Linked DNA regions of Callithrix jacchus: region 2 is linked to region 1. A link is a contact called in public Hi-C data. All regions are on one chromosome and are shown on one strand. The core of a region is the stretch at or near the end of the contact, and the rest is flanking DNA. Distances in the headings are between cores, read along the strand shown. Region 1 holds the start of CALM1 (calmodulin 1). Region 2 overlaps LOC128928858 (a long non-coding RNA gene).

Region 1 (6,954 bases), core at 4,383-6,882:
AGAACTGTTCTATAGTTTGGCCTGTACTCTAGCACATATGTTGAAATAAGAAATTGCTGGTTATCATTTGGATGCTAATTAAAGTTACTATTGCCCTTGCTTTCGGATTAATGAAAATGGTAGTTTAAGAATTTCCAGACCTGGCTGGACACAGTGGCTCATGCCTGCAATCCTAGCACTTTGGGATGCTGAGGTGGGTGGATTGCTTGAGCCCAGGTGTTAAAGACCAGCCTGGGCAACATAGTGAGGCCCTACCTCTAATAATAATAATAATAATAATAATAATAAAATTAAGAAAAGAATTTCCAGGCCAGGCATGGTGGCTCATGCCTGTGATCCCAGCACTTTGGGAGTCCAAGGCAAGAGAATCATTTGAGCCCAGGAGTTCGAGGTTATGGTAAGCTATGATCATGCTGTTGTACTCCACCTTAGATGGAGATCCTATCTCAGAAAACAAAAAGAGAAAAAAACCCAGCTTGATGTTAGTATAAACAACTAAAGCACAAAACTATGCCCACTGGGCATTTTACTGTCTGAATTCACACACAGTGCTTGTCCCTAAGTCTGTGTAACCATTGGCTGCCTTTGACGTAAGGGCTCAGTTCGTTAAAGCATAAAGCTGAGGCTCAAGTCATGGGTCCAGTCTCATTAATGGCCAGTTATTTTTATTTTTATTTTTTTTAATCTCTTACTGGAATAGTTACTCTGGATATGGAATGGCCAGTTATTTTGCTCTGTTCTCATTCTCTATCCCTGCCCCCACTTTCTGTGTTGCATATTCATGACCTTGGTCAGGAGGGTGGCCTGACCAGAAAGGGAAGAGGAAGGCAAATCCATCACCACAGCTACTAGCAAAACAAGCACAAGCCCTGGGAATGGAGGATAAGATGTATTTTCTACTATACAAAGGAAAGTGTTTAAAAAAAAATAAGAATGAGGCACTCAAAGCTGGTGAATGGCGCTGTTTGGAAATACTGCACTTCAGACCACTAACTGAGTGTACTGGTGACCATCACAAGCTGGAATGTACAATGAGACAGTTAGTGTGGCCATCAGTCATTTAAAATCATGAGACACTAAACAGACACCCTATATGCTAAAATGGATAATGTTTTTCTCATGATAAGTTGTCATGACCTAACACTTGCTTATTATGTTCTGATAGTAACATATTTTCAAATTTAAATATAAGAACGTTCCCTCTGCTCATTACCTATATGAGTCATTCATAAATAACAACAAAAAAGATAATAAAATTTTAAATGAAAAAATAATGGGGTGTTTTATTTATTGACAGGGATAATAAGGCTTTTTATAATAATCTGTATAGAATTTAATGAAATGTAAATCCACACACAATCAGCAAGAATCTGTTCTGGCAGTTGGAGATGATTAGTGGAGAATCCTGAACGGTGGATATTCATCTAAGTACTATTGGACCACGAGGTGGAGAAGGAGGGGGTCGAGGATGGTGAAGAGGTATTATTTACTATCAAACCAACCAACCAACCAACCAACCATGTCTGTCTCTACCTCCCTCACACACACAGTAAGATGTCTGGCAGTGAGCAAGGCTCTTGACCTCTCTAGACCTTAAGAGGCAAAGTGAGAATTGTCCTCCAGCTAGAAAATGTCACAAAGTAAATGTTTTGCTTTAGGTTTTCTTTCCCAAACACTCCATATTCCTAATGTAGGAGAAAGAGTCATTATTACATTCCTATGGTCTTATTTTAATTTAAAACCCTTGGGTAAGAAGTATCTTTATAAACCAGATTTTCATCTTAATCTTTGCTGCTTCTGCCTCCTACTGCAAATTAAATTAAAAATAAATATTATTGGCTGGGTGCTGTGGCTCACGCCCGTAATCCCACCACTTTGGGAGGCTGAGGCGGGCAGATCACAAGGTCAAGAGATTGAGATTATCCTGGCCAACATGGTGAAACCCCGTCTGTACTAAAAATACAAAAATTAGCCAGATGTGGTGGCAAGTGCCTGTGGTCCCAGCTACTCGGGAGGCTGAGGCGGAAGAATCACTTGAGCCCAAGAGGTGGAGGTTGCAGTGAGCTGAGATTGTGCCACTGCACTCCAGCCTGGCGACAGAGCAAGACTCCGTCTCAAAAAAAAAAAAAAAAAATTCTTTTAACCTGCAGGAGACAGCTCTAGTGTCATGCTTAAGTGCTTGGACTCTCAGCTAGATTTTTGGGTTCCACTTAAATTAGGCAAGCCACTGAATTGTTCAGTGCCTCAGTTCCTTCGTAAAAATAATAATGATACCTGTCTGACAGGATGGGTAGGAAGATGAAATAATACATTCAGCACAGGGCCTGGCCATAGTCAGTGCCGAATAATCGTTATTTTAAAACTATTTCCATTTCTCCATCTTCAATATATGTATATGTGTGTGTATGTATATATCACAGGTTATATATGTATATAATCATATAACCTCAGACACAGGGTTTCACAGCTAGAATGAATTTCTAGACCAAGTACAAAATTCTTGTTACATCTGTGTCCTTTCTGTCAGATTCAGAGGGTTGGTGTGATTTGGTGAGTGACAGAAATGATACTTAACATGAGATTCCTGGCTTGGGGCTGCATCATTTTTACTTTTCTTCCATTTACTTTTATCTTGTTTAAATAACTTCCTATAGAACAATTTCCTTTAGATATGAAATGTTCTATAGGTTTTTGGTTCTCGGTAAATTATGATATCACAATAACGTGGCTTCTTTTCCTGATTGCTGATCTCTTCATAAATTAGGAAGTGTATTTACTTAAAGCAGTCTATTTGCTGCTGAAAACCCAGTGACTTTTAAGTAGGCAGTCAGAAGAATTTGCTTTATGAAACACACAAACTCTTAACACTGGACCTTTAAAATGTTCAGATATCGACATCACGAATGTATTATCTAATATGATAACCCCCGAGCAAGGGCTTAAGCTCTATTTTATGTCCCATCCCTGACTCACGGTAAGATCTTGGGCAAGTCACTTGACCTTCTTACATTTCAGAGTATCAAACTGTGAAAAGCATGTCCATAAAACGGTGCAAGCATGACCTCATTATAAACCCGATGGACTTGAAAACCAAGATGGGCTTTGATACATTAAAGAATTACCAAAAGAGAACTCTAGTTTGTAAAAAACGAAGACTCAGAAAAATGAATTTTATTATAGTAAGTAAAAGGATTCTGAAATGTACAGTTTTTAGCAAGTAAAGTCATAAAAAAGTTTCAACATGTTATATTTGGGTGAAATAAGGTTAATGACAGAGGAAAAACATTATTTTACAGAATGCTTGGCTTTCAAAACCATAGATTGTAGCAACTTAACCAAGACCAAAATAATTACAAGGATTGGAAGACTAACAGAAACAAGTAGATCCTTAATAATTAAACACATTTCATTTCTGGGCCATTATTCTCCCTGTACTTACACAATGCACACCACGTTTTAAAAAGTATTTCCCCGGCTGGGTGCAGCGGCTCACACCTGTAATCCCAGCACTTTGGAGGCTGCAGCAGGTGGATCACTTGAAGTCAGTTCGAGACCAGCCTGGCCAACATGGCAAAACCCCGCCTCAACTAAAAATACAAAAATTAGTGGGGCATGGTGGCAGGCGCCTATACCTGTAATCCCAGCTACTCAGGAGGCTGAGGCAGGAGAATTGCTTGAACCCACGAGGCGAAGGTTGCTGTGAGCCAAGATCACGCCATTGTACTCCAGTCTGGGCAACAGAGTGAGGTTCTGTCTCAAGAAAAAAAAAAATTGTATTTCACTACCTACCATATGAAAAGCCCCACAGAAAGAATACCAATACCCTTGGGAAAGAAGCAGTTTTAATAATGAGTTTGGCCATTTAGGCTTGTAACTGACTGGATTATTGAGTATTCTTTAGAATTACTTTGTATTAGTCCCTTTCCTTCTATTTCCAACTCTCCCATTAATATGTACGCTTTATTCCTACTCAGGTTTTCCCCTGTGAGCCCAAGAGTAGTAGTATTTTTTGCAGGGATTGGGATTAGGTTGGTGAGGTGAATAGTGTCTTTCTAATCTGCAGAGGGAAGGCAGCACCATCCCCTGGCTTGCTGCTGCAGCCGCTCTCTAAATTAAACAGCAGGTTCACTCTGCGGGATTCCAGAAGGAACATCAGTAGAACAGCTCCACAGATGCTGATGTCTTTTTGAGGTTATCCCAAGAAGTCTTGTGGCATGTGCAATGTGCCTGTATTTCCCCTTCTTTTAAAACATCTTCCTGCAGATTCTGTCAAAACCAGAAACAAACAGAACCAAGCAAAGCCCTTTCTAGCAGATCATGTTAATCACACACTTTGCCATAGTCTGTGAAAGAGTCAGCAAATGATAACCTCCAACTGTTGCCTGGGCCCTGTAAACAAAAGATCAAATTCTGTGTTCTGCCTTGGCAAGAAAAGAAACTGCAGCATTTTGTCAAGATTTTCACAAGTCCTGGGCTTCACATTACTGGCTGAAATTGTTCTTTTTCTACCTTCCAGAAAAATGGAAACCACTGGTAAACTTAAAAGATTTAAATATTCTTTTAAAAGAAATATGTTAAAAAATGGAAAACTAGTAAATTTAAATATTCTTTAAAAATGAATATAATCAAGATTGTAGTTTAAAATACAATCTAGCTCCATAATAGAGGCAATTGGCTGTATATTCCACTTGTAATCTAGGAGATTTGAAACTTCTGCTTTTTCTCTTCTTTGTTTCTGTGGATTTATGAATAAAGACTCTGACCCCTCTCAGGATCGGAAAAATTACCAAAAATTTAAAGCCCGAGTTTTAAGGTCTGTAGAAACTGCACAGGTACTAATTTTAGTAAGACGGGCCTCAGGATGAATAGTATTCTCCACAAGGAGAACAAAATAGTAGGAGAGAAATATTCAGGCAACCTAAAAAATATTCAGTGGAAACATAAAACATTAAAGACTGATCTAGCATAGCAACATGACACAGATTTAGCAATTGGACATACATAATTTGGCTCGGATATTGCTCCAAAATCCGAAGAACACGGGACCAATTTCGTCCAGGAGGACAACTACCTCGTCCTCTGCAGACCCCCTCCTCTGCCACTGAAGGAGTGCGGCCGATTCCTGTGCCTCCACCTCCCCGCGGACCCCCTAGTCCCAGGACTTCCCGCAGCACCCCAAACTGGAAGTGGCTGCTGCAGACTCAAAAACGAGGGGCACGCGGGAGCCGGCAACCCCAGTGGAGCGGTTGGAAACGTTGAGGTGGGAGAATCACCCAGGTGGGGTGAGGCTGGGGTGGGTAGCAGGGCGAACGGTTCCAAAGCTCTGGGTCGCCCCAAGGTTGGACTAGGCAGGCGCTCTGTCTTCGCCCCGGCTCGGGATGGGCGTCTCCTGAGAACTCCCCGCCACACTTGCCCCGAGACTGCGCACCCAGCCTAGAATTCTCCCAGTCGCCGACGCCGCGCAGGGTCGCTGCGACTGGCGCGCAGGGAGCGGCAGGAGGCCGGGCGGACCGGGAGGCGGGGCCACGCGGGCAAGGCCCGGCCGTCGCAGCTCCATTCTGCGCGAGGCGACTCCGCCACGGCGGAGGGATACGGCGCTCCGTATATATTCCGGGGAGCAGGCTCGCGCTCCGGCAGTGCTGTTGCGAGTCTCGTGAACGCGGCGCGGTTACTGGTAGTTAGGCGGCGGCGCAGGCGGCGGCGGCGGCGGCACAGAGCACAGCGCGCCTTAGCAGCGGCAGCAGCACCGTCGGAGGCACCCCGGCCGTCACAGCCCCCGCGCTGGTGCAGCCACTCTTGCTCCCTCTGCTCTTGCTCCCTTCGCTCACACCATGGTAGGTCGGGAGTGGCAAATGCCGGCGTAGCAGCTGCCCAAGATTTCTTCTCAGATCTCTGTTTTGTTTTTTGTTTTTGGTTTGGGGGAGGTTTCTCCTTTCTGAATGTTACGCAGCCGCTGCGTTTAAAGGAAGATGCATTTTGGATTTGCATCTCGGCGACCTCTGCCAGGGAGCTTCATTTATTGGATCCCCTTGGACTGGACTTGGCCGTGGGCCGTCCACCGGCAGGGGCTCCAGCCACAACAGCAGCGGGGCTTTCCGCATCCACCCCGCACCCCCAGCCCCCACCCCCTCCCCCTCCCGGCCCCGCACCCACTGCATCCAGCAGCGCCGCACCCGGGCTGCCTGCTGCGAAGCGTTTCGGCCCGGGAGCCGGGCGGGGCCGGGCACTAGACCTCCCCCCCGCCCCTCCCCACCTCGCTTCTCCCCCGGCGCGAAGGTGGCAGATCGGGTGGGCAGCTGAGAATGAATGGGGCTGGATCGCTCCGGTGGCGCACATTGCTCCAGCCGAGTGTTGTGGGCACAGTCAGCGCCCGCCACCTCCCCACCCTGGCCGTCCCTGCTAGGCGCTCTCCCCTCCTTCCTCTCGGGGGGCGCGGCGCGGGCGTGGGCTGGGAAGGAAGGAACCGGGAAGGGTGGGGTTGGGGGGCAGGAAGGCGAGGGGTTGGGGGCGGAGAGGGCGGAAGCGGCTGCCGGGCCGCCCTTCGCCCGGGCGGGGCCCTGCGGTGTGGCCGCGGCTCATGCCTGCCGCTTTCGCACCCCTGCGGCCCCCCACCTGGTGCGGCAGTGCAGGCGGGCGTGAACCTCGGTGCACCAGGAGGCTCTTCCCGCGGGAGGCGCCCGGCTTGCGCTAATTGGGGCGGGGGGGGCGGGGGAGGAGGGAGCTGGCGCGCGGCTCGGTTTCCATTAGAGACGCAAAGTTTCTGCTCCGGGAGGAGGCGGTGGCGCGGCGGGCTCGCCGCATGGGGAGCAAAAGCGGGTGGGAGGTGCGGGTCGGCCTTGGCCGCGGCACTGGAGCGTGGGGGCCGGGGATGGGGACCCTCCAGGCCGAGGAGCGGCGGCGTCCGGACGCCCGCCTGGGGGCCGCCTTGCACCCCGCCTGCTTTCGGGCACGCGC
Region 2 (7,176 bases), core at 928-3,427, 110 kb after region 1:
GTCCATTTTCTTTTCTTTTTTTTTTTTTTTTAATTTTTAAATGTTTAAATTTTTTATTTTATTTTATTTTATTTTTTTGAGACGGAGTTTCGCTCTTGTTACCCAGACTGGAGTGCAATGGCGCAATCTCGGCTCACCGCAACCTCCACCTCCTGGGTTCAGGCAATTCTCCTGCCTCAGCCTCCTGAGTAGCTGGGATTACAGGCACGCGCCACCGTGCCCAGCTAATTTTTTGTATCTTTAGTAGAGACGGGGTTTCACCATGTTGACCAGGATGGTCTCGATATCTTGACCTCGTGATCCACCCGCCTCGGCCTCCCAAAGTGCTGGGATTACAGGCGTGAGCCACCACGCCCGGCCATAAATTTTTTATTTTTTTGAGGCAGAGTCTCACTCTGTTGCCAAACTGGAGTGCAGAGGCATGATCTCGACTCAATGCAAACTCTGCCTCCTGGGTTCAAGCAATTCTCGTCTTCAGCCTCCCAAGTAGCTGGGATTACAGGCAGGCGCCACCGCACCCAACTAATTTTTGTATTTTTAGTAGAGACGGTCTTTCACTATGTTGGCCAGGATGGTCTTGATCTCCAGACCTCGTGATCCACCCTCCTCAGCCTCCCAAGTCCTGGGATTACAGGCATGAGCCACTGTGCCCAGCCACCTCCTGTCCATTTTCTGAGCAAGACAGGCCAGAGGAGGTGGCTGGATGCTTGAGCGTGAAGAAAGCTCCCTGTTTATGGCTGCATCTCTCCAAGTCCGGGGGGACCCCAGCCACCCTGAGAGGAGAGCCGGTCCCCGTGTGTGCTGGGACTCGAAGAGCCTGAGAAAAGAGCTGGACCATCCTATGGCCAGCAGGCTCTCACTACCCCACAGCCGAACAAAGACCACAAGCCACTCTCCATGGCCGTGGGCTGGTGGCTGATGAGCAAGCTCACGGTTGACCAGGCAGCATTGCGCCAGGAGAGGGGATCGGGTGCACCAGTCTTGGTACTCCTGCTGCTCCTCGCTATTCCCCAGGCCCTGCAACCACGGAGTTAGTTGGCCAGACAGACGGTGGCTCCCCAGCAGCACACTGGTGGTCCAGAGACGCCCTGTTGATATTTGGGGGCTGGACAGGTCCATGTGGTGGGAAGCTGTCCTGTGTAGAGCAGGATTTTTAACAGTGCCCCTGGCTTCTACCCACTAGATGCCAGTAGCATCCCTTGCCTATTGTGACATTGCCAAATGGTCCCTGAGAGACACAATTGCCCCCATTTGGGAACCTCAGCTCCATGGTGACCTACATGACCATCAACCCCTCTCCAGGGATGAACACTCCTCGGGGGCAGGGCCCCATGTCCCCTGCACACCGCACAGGCTCAGCACACAGCAGGTGTGAACACCTGAGCTCTGGCCCTTCCTCACCAGAACCCCCTCCCTCCCTGCAGGGAGTGTGGCAGCAGCCAGAGAGAACACCCAGTCCCTGCCCTACCCCTGCCCCTGCCCCTGCCCCTGCCCCCACAGGGTGGAGATGAGCTGAAACCCCAGTGTCTCCCACATCCTGCAGCTCTGAGCCCCAAGCATTGAGAATGCAAAGCACCAAATCCTCTGAGTGAAACAACCTTCAGTAACCTTTTCAGAGAAGCACGCCCTCCCCTCCCACCACTTGCCGGAAGCCAGAGCTGCTGACACAGCCATGTGGGGGCCTGTGGGGACTCCCTCTCTTTGGGTTTCGGCACGTGCACCCTTTACACCCAGCCACTCCCTGCCACGTGCTCTCTCAAAGGGAAGGGCCACCCGGATCTACAGCCACAGTCTTTCTTTTTCCTTTGAGATAGGGCCTTGCTCTGTCACCCAGGCTGGAGGACAGTGGTGTCATCACAACCTTTCCAAACCCCATCTTAATACCCAAAAGCATTTATAAGAAGTTCAGTGATCAGTGTTTAGGGAGGAGACAGTGGGAGGGAGATCTGTGCAAAGGGTGGAGTCCTGCACCGCCCAGCAAATACCAGATTTCTTGGGGCTCCCCCAGCAAGAGTCCTGAGGCCATGCGCTGCCTGGAGGGGCTTCCGCTTCCATCTGTGACCCTGATCTGGAGAAGATTCCATCCCCTCCCTCTACCAGTGCCCGGGACAGAGACAGCAGCTGCCAGAGATCTGCAGAGCCTAACATAAAGCAAGAAGCCAGGCTTGGTAGGCGGTGGCCAGCTCTGCAGAGCGTGCAGAAGGAAACCAGCCAGAAGCTGCTGGTGGGCAGGAAGGGCGTTCCAGGGAGCTTGGAGCATTTGCAGGGTCAGGGACCCCAAACATCACATGCACAGCGGCTAGGGCCCCAGCTCAGAGAGCGTCCCCCGAATGCACGGCCTGGACCAAGGCCCACAGGGCACACATGGCATTGGCAGGACCCTGGAGAGGGGGCTTTCAGATGAAATCCCAGCGGGGACACACCTCCCAAAAGAGACCTGTGGCTGGTCCTGCACAGCTAAGCCCCGCCCTCAGCACGCAGCCAGGGCTGGTCCTCAGGCTGTGCTGACTGAAGGGCAGGCCGGATTAACATTTCCTCCAGAAGGAACCTGACAGCCAGCCCTTACAACAAACCATCTTCGCAGATGCTCCACGAGTCAGTCACTGGAGCATGAGGGGCTCTCGGCTGGCTCCCTGCGATGCCTGGGGGAGGTGAGCCACGGACTTCCTGTTGTCTTTAGTTACAGGGGACTCCAGGCTACCCCATGACAGCATCATTGCACACTTGCAGGCAGATACGTTTTGGCGAGGGCAGGTGAAGGGGAGGACTGCCATGGGCATGCAGCCATCCCACCCACGTGTCATGGCAGGAAGAAACAGAGGTTGAGAACCACAGAACTAGGTGTCTGGGCTGAGGGACATGAGCCACTGTGGCCTGGATTGTGGTGCCTGGGGTGGACACACCAGATATGTAGCCCCTGCTGCTTCCAGGAAGCTGTCTGCAGCAGGCCTGCCCTTAAGGACGTAGATGCATCAGAATTTGGGGTCCCTCACTGTCCCCCAACCCACGAGTTCAAACCCCTTTGTCTGCTGTGTCCTCTGTCCCACACTGCCCCCTGGAGGAGGGATGAAGGATGGTGCTCAAGGGCACAGCGGTTGACATTTTCATCGACCTTCACCTCCTCTCCTTAGCCAAGAGAAAGCTGATTTTGTTCAAGGCAGCAGAACGCCGAGCCCGGGGGCTAAATCTTGATTCATTGTCTAAGTCAATTATGCCAGGCCCTTTCTTTCCAGCCTCCTGTGCAGCTAGAGAGCCACTGACTCAATTTCAGGCAATGAAGTGTAAGGGAAAGTCTTGTGGGTGGTGCTTCTAGGAGAGATTTTGCTTCTTAACAAAAGGGAATGGTGTGAGAGTTGTCTTAAGTCCACCCTCACTTTCTTTCATGCTGGAGTGTAGACGTGATGGCCAGTGCTGCAGCAGCCATCCTGCAACTATGTGGCATGAGGTTAACACTGAGGATGGTGGGCGGAGAGAGGGAAAGAACCTGGGTCCTTGATGACCTCACCAAGCTGCCAAGCCACCCTGAAACTGCCTATGATCAGGGTGAAATAACAATGGCTATATTTCTGGTTTAGCTGAATTCTGTTACTTGCAGCTAAACAAATCAGGGAGGCACTGCGGTGTGAGGTGCTGTGTGAGCATAGGTAAGGCACTTAGCGCAATGCCCAGCCTGTGGTAATTGCCCATGAATGGTGGCCATTATTACCATCGTGTGCATCTATGAGTGTGCACAAATTGCTGACTCATGTGGACACACATGAGTGAATGATGAATGGGTGATGTCCAGGTGACCTCTCGTTCAAAATGTGATTCAGGCCCCATCCTGCTACTTGGCCCAGGTGCTTGGGCCACTCCCTTCACTGTGCTGAGATGCGGTTTCCTCAACTAAATGGGGAGGACAATGACTTACATGGGTCTCAGCTGGCAGTTAGCATGCCACCCTCACAGTCACCCAGAGGTAAGACAAAGAGCACTGGCTCTCCCTGGCAGATGGGGAAACTGAGGCTTAGAGAGCCTAAGCGGAATGCCCACATTTAGAGCCAAGAAGTGGTGATGCTGAGACTTAAACCACGTGGCCACACGCCAAACCTGTGAGTGCAGGGTTGTGTGCGAGTGTGTATATGTGTGCAAGTTTGTATGTGTGTAGTTGTGTGCAAGGGTGTGTGTGCAGGGTGTGAGCACATGTGTGTAAGAGTGCATGGGAACATGTGTGCAGGGTGTGTGTACATGCAAAGTCACTTAGGTCAGTGTGTATGAAACCCAAGGCATTCTGGACACACCGCGGTGACTCTGTCTAGAGGGAGTGTCTCTGCTTAGCCCGTAGAGGTGCAGTTGGGCCCCTCACCCAAATCTTTGCTGGGTCTCCCCGATGCTGTGCTCCATCAGGACTGGTGGTGCTGCAGTGGCTCTCTCTGGTTCCCTGGGGCCCTGCGCTCCATGGTGGCTGCCTCCTGCTCCCTCTCCAAAACAGTATCAACAGCAGCATCACAGCAGCTCCCAAGGGGGGAGCCACCTCCCTTCTGTTTACCACTCACACGCCCCCCACCCCTGCCCCGAGGGGCTGCTTGAGGCTGCCATCAGCAGGTGTGTTTTGCAGGTCCTGGCCCTTTCCCCTCCTGGCCCCTTTGAGGCCCAGCTACAGGGCAGCTACTCTCAGGAGGGCTTCCTTTTCCCTTGAGACCGGGATCTGCCAAGTCAAGTGGAACTTCCCAGGCTTCTCCGGTGGGGTCTGGCCTGGCAGGTGGGGAGGGGCTGGTGCTGAGTGAGACACAAGGAAGGTGAAAGGAATCAAAATCTCCTAGAGACAGTCCCAGGCTCCTTGCCCCACCTCCACTCCCTTCCTTATCCAACCAGATCTTTCAGGCTTCTCTGAAGACAGGGGTCCACTGGGACCTCAAGCTCAGACCCAGAGGTTGTCCGGTCACGGCTAACACACTGGGAAACTCCTGTTCTCACCTCATCCTAAAGGGCTCCTTTTTCCATCCTCCCGTGCTCCTTGTCCTCACCTCCTCTTCTGCATCTGTGGTGAGAGGAGGAGAGAGAGCGATTGCACACCCCTTCCCCATTTGGAGCCAGAGGCAGCCCTGCCCCCTGGGTCTATCTGTCCTCTCCAGCCCCTAAGCCATAAGCTTCACCTTCATGATTTTCTCACAGCAAACTCGCTGTCCTCCCCTACTGTCCTCCCCCAGGGAGGCTTTGATCCAGCTTGGGCCTTGGGCCAAAAAGTCATTAAAAGAAAGTACAGGCAAGGAGAGGAAAACATTGCTCTTCTGATGGGAGAAAGCCAAACACTGTCACATGCCAGGGCCACTGGCTCTCACCCAGGAACTTGGGGGAGAACTTTCTGGAAGGTAGGGTGGGGGCCACGGGCCCAGGCAGGAGACGGTTGTAGCAGAGGTCTTGGGGCCCAACAGGGCAAGGTGCAGAGACCAGCTTTGTTCTTGCTGAGCCCTCAAGCAAGTGTCCAGCCTCTTGGGAGCTGTGACCTTGCCGGGTTGGGTGCCGTGGAAGCCTGGCATGTGGCGGGCCCCAGCTAGAAGGACCTCGAGAGGTCTCGGATGTTTTCCACAGCTCACAAAGGTGTTTAGGAGGGAGCAGCACCAGCTGGAGCCTCTTATAGGACAGGGGACCCGGGAGGGGTGATCTGTCCAACATCATACAGCAACTGGCTGCCCGTGGCTCTTCCTGAATCCCCTGCAGTCCTGGCCTGTAGGAGACAAGACAGCTAGAGACAGTGTCAGTGGCGAGCCTCACCTTCTCAGCACCTAGCTGGGGAAAGTGAGGCCCAGAGCTGGAACTCCCATGGGAAGTGACCCATGTAAGAGGGACAGGGGCAAGAAGGCAAATCTCTGGCTTCTTCCTGCCTCGTGCTCCTCTAAACCAAATAGCTGAGGCTCACTGCATGAGGTACCTTGAACTTGAGGCTTTCAAGACATGATCAGATTTGATTTTTACAACCAACTAATCCATGGGTAGGTGCCTTTGTTACGCCTCATTTTCAGATGAGTAAGGTGGGGCACAGAGAGGGCAAGTGACAGACTGAAAGTCGTGCAGCAGATAGGCAGTGGACCCAGGACTTGAAACCCAGGGAGGCTGACTCCAGCACCCATGGCTGTGGCCTCCAGTGAGGCCAGGAGAGCTGACCTCGTCCTCCGTTCTCTGCTCACTCCCTGAATGCCTGGGCAGGGGTAGGGAGAAGGACACCCAGAGCACCGCCTGTGGGGCCCCTTGTGCGGTGTGCTGTGCACGTGGCTGCCTGCTGAACGTAGCACTGTGCTCAGTGAGGCAGGCTCAGCAATCGTGCTAGCATAGGGCACTCAGGCTAAGACCCCTGTGGGAGAAACAGAGGTAGGGAGAGACCTTCAGCTCAACACTCACTCACAACAGTGCGTCACTGCGGGCAACGCAAGTCAAGGGCAAACTCCTCACCTCCCCCATTGCTATGGGAAGAGTGCCAGCTCTGGGTTTCAAGCCCTTCTGCGTGAGTAGGATACGTGGGGGTGTCTGTGAGGATGCAGGGACCACTTGGGGAAATTTGAAAGGAACAGAAGAGCGGACGGCACCAGGGGAGGGAGGCTCTGGTCAGGGAAACCAGCCAGGAGTAGTGTGGGGGAGAAGCCACGGGGACTGCGGCCAGGAGTGGCTTCCTCCAGGCACTGGTCCTGGCCTGGCCTGGTGGGGACCACAGGGGTGACTCCTCCTCGTACAGCGGATGGGTGCCTCCCCTTACTCCTGGCTGCAGGCATTCTCTGGCCTCTGGGGCGCCCGTCCCATCACCTGTCTCCTGAGATCTCTCTGGGGAGCTGGATGTGCCTGGGGGGAGTTAGGGCAGCGTAGGCCTTCTTCGGCCCCTGGCCAATCCTGTCCTCTTTTGCAGCCACCCTCTGCCCTCCTCTTACCTCTCTGTAAAACCAGCTGTGGCCAGAGCACTCAAAGAGAGACCCCGCCCCGCATGGGCACCACAGTGGAGGAGAGGGGATCTGGTCCTTTGGCTTCCGGCCCTGAGCCTGTGGTGGTTGCCAGGGAAACAGAAGCCCATGGGAGGCAGGCCTGACAGCTCGAGGAGGCGGCCCAGCCCCCTCCATACCTCCCTGCTCCCAGGGAGGTGTGGCACCTGGATGTGTGCACGGTGCACATCTGTGTGTACACATGTGAGCCTGCAGACTGGCTGTGGCA

Evidence for each region. A called contact is a pair of places that touch in the nucleus more often than the background predicts.
Region 2: a contact with region 1 is called in a Hi-C map of induced pluripotent stem cells, with 2.3 times the contacts expected there. The contact joins the enhancer-like site here to the promoter of CALM1 in region 1. A contact is called at or near these places in 2 of 3 Hi-C or Micro-C datasets (induced pluripotent stem cells and skeletal muscle).

The regions. Positions count from the first base shown.
Region 1 is chr8:125,272,945-125,279,898 of calJac240_pri, forward strand. CALM1 (calmodulin 1) reads left to right here and starts at 5,633. Exons shown (of 6, transcript XM_002754194.7): 1 at 5,633-5,834. The coding sequence starts at 5,832.
Region 2 is chr8:125,385,359-125,392,534 of calJac240_pri, forward strand. All of the region lies in intron 1 of LOC128928858 (a long non-coding RNA gene), which reads left to right. Among named protein-coding and RNA genes, the nearest start is that of CALM1, 110 kb to the left of the region's middle. Within about 2 kb of position 2,178, at least 4 of the 16 cell types and tissues checked have an H3K27ac peak or open chromatin away from gene starts, as enhancers often do.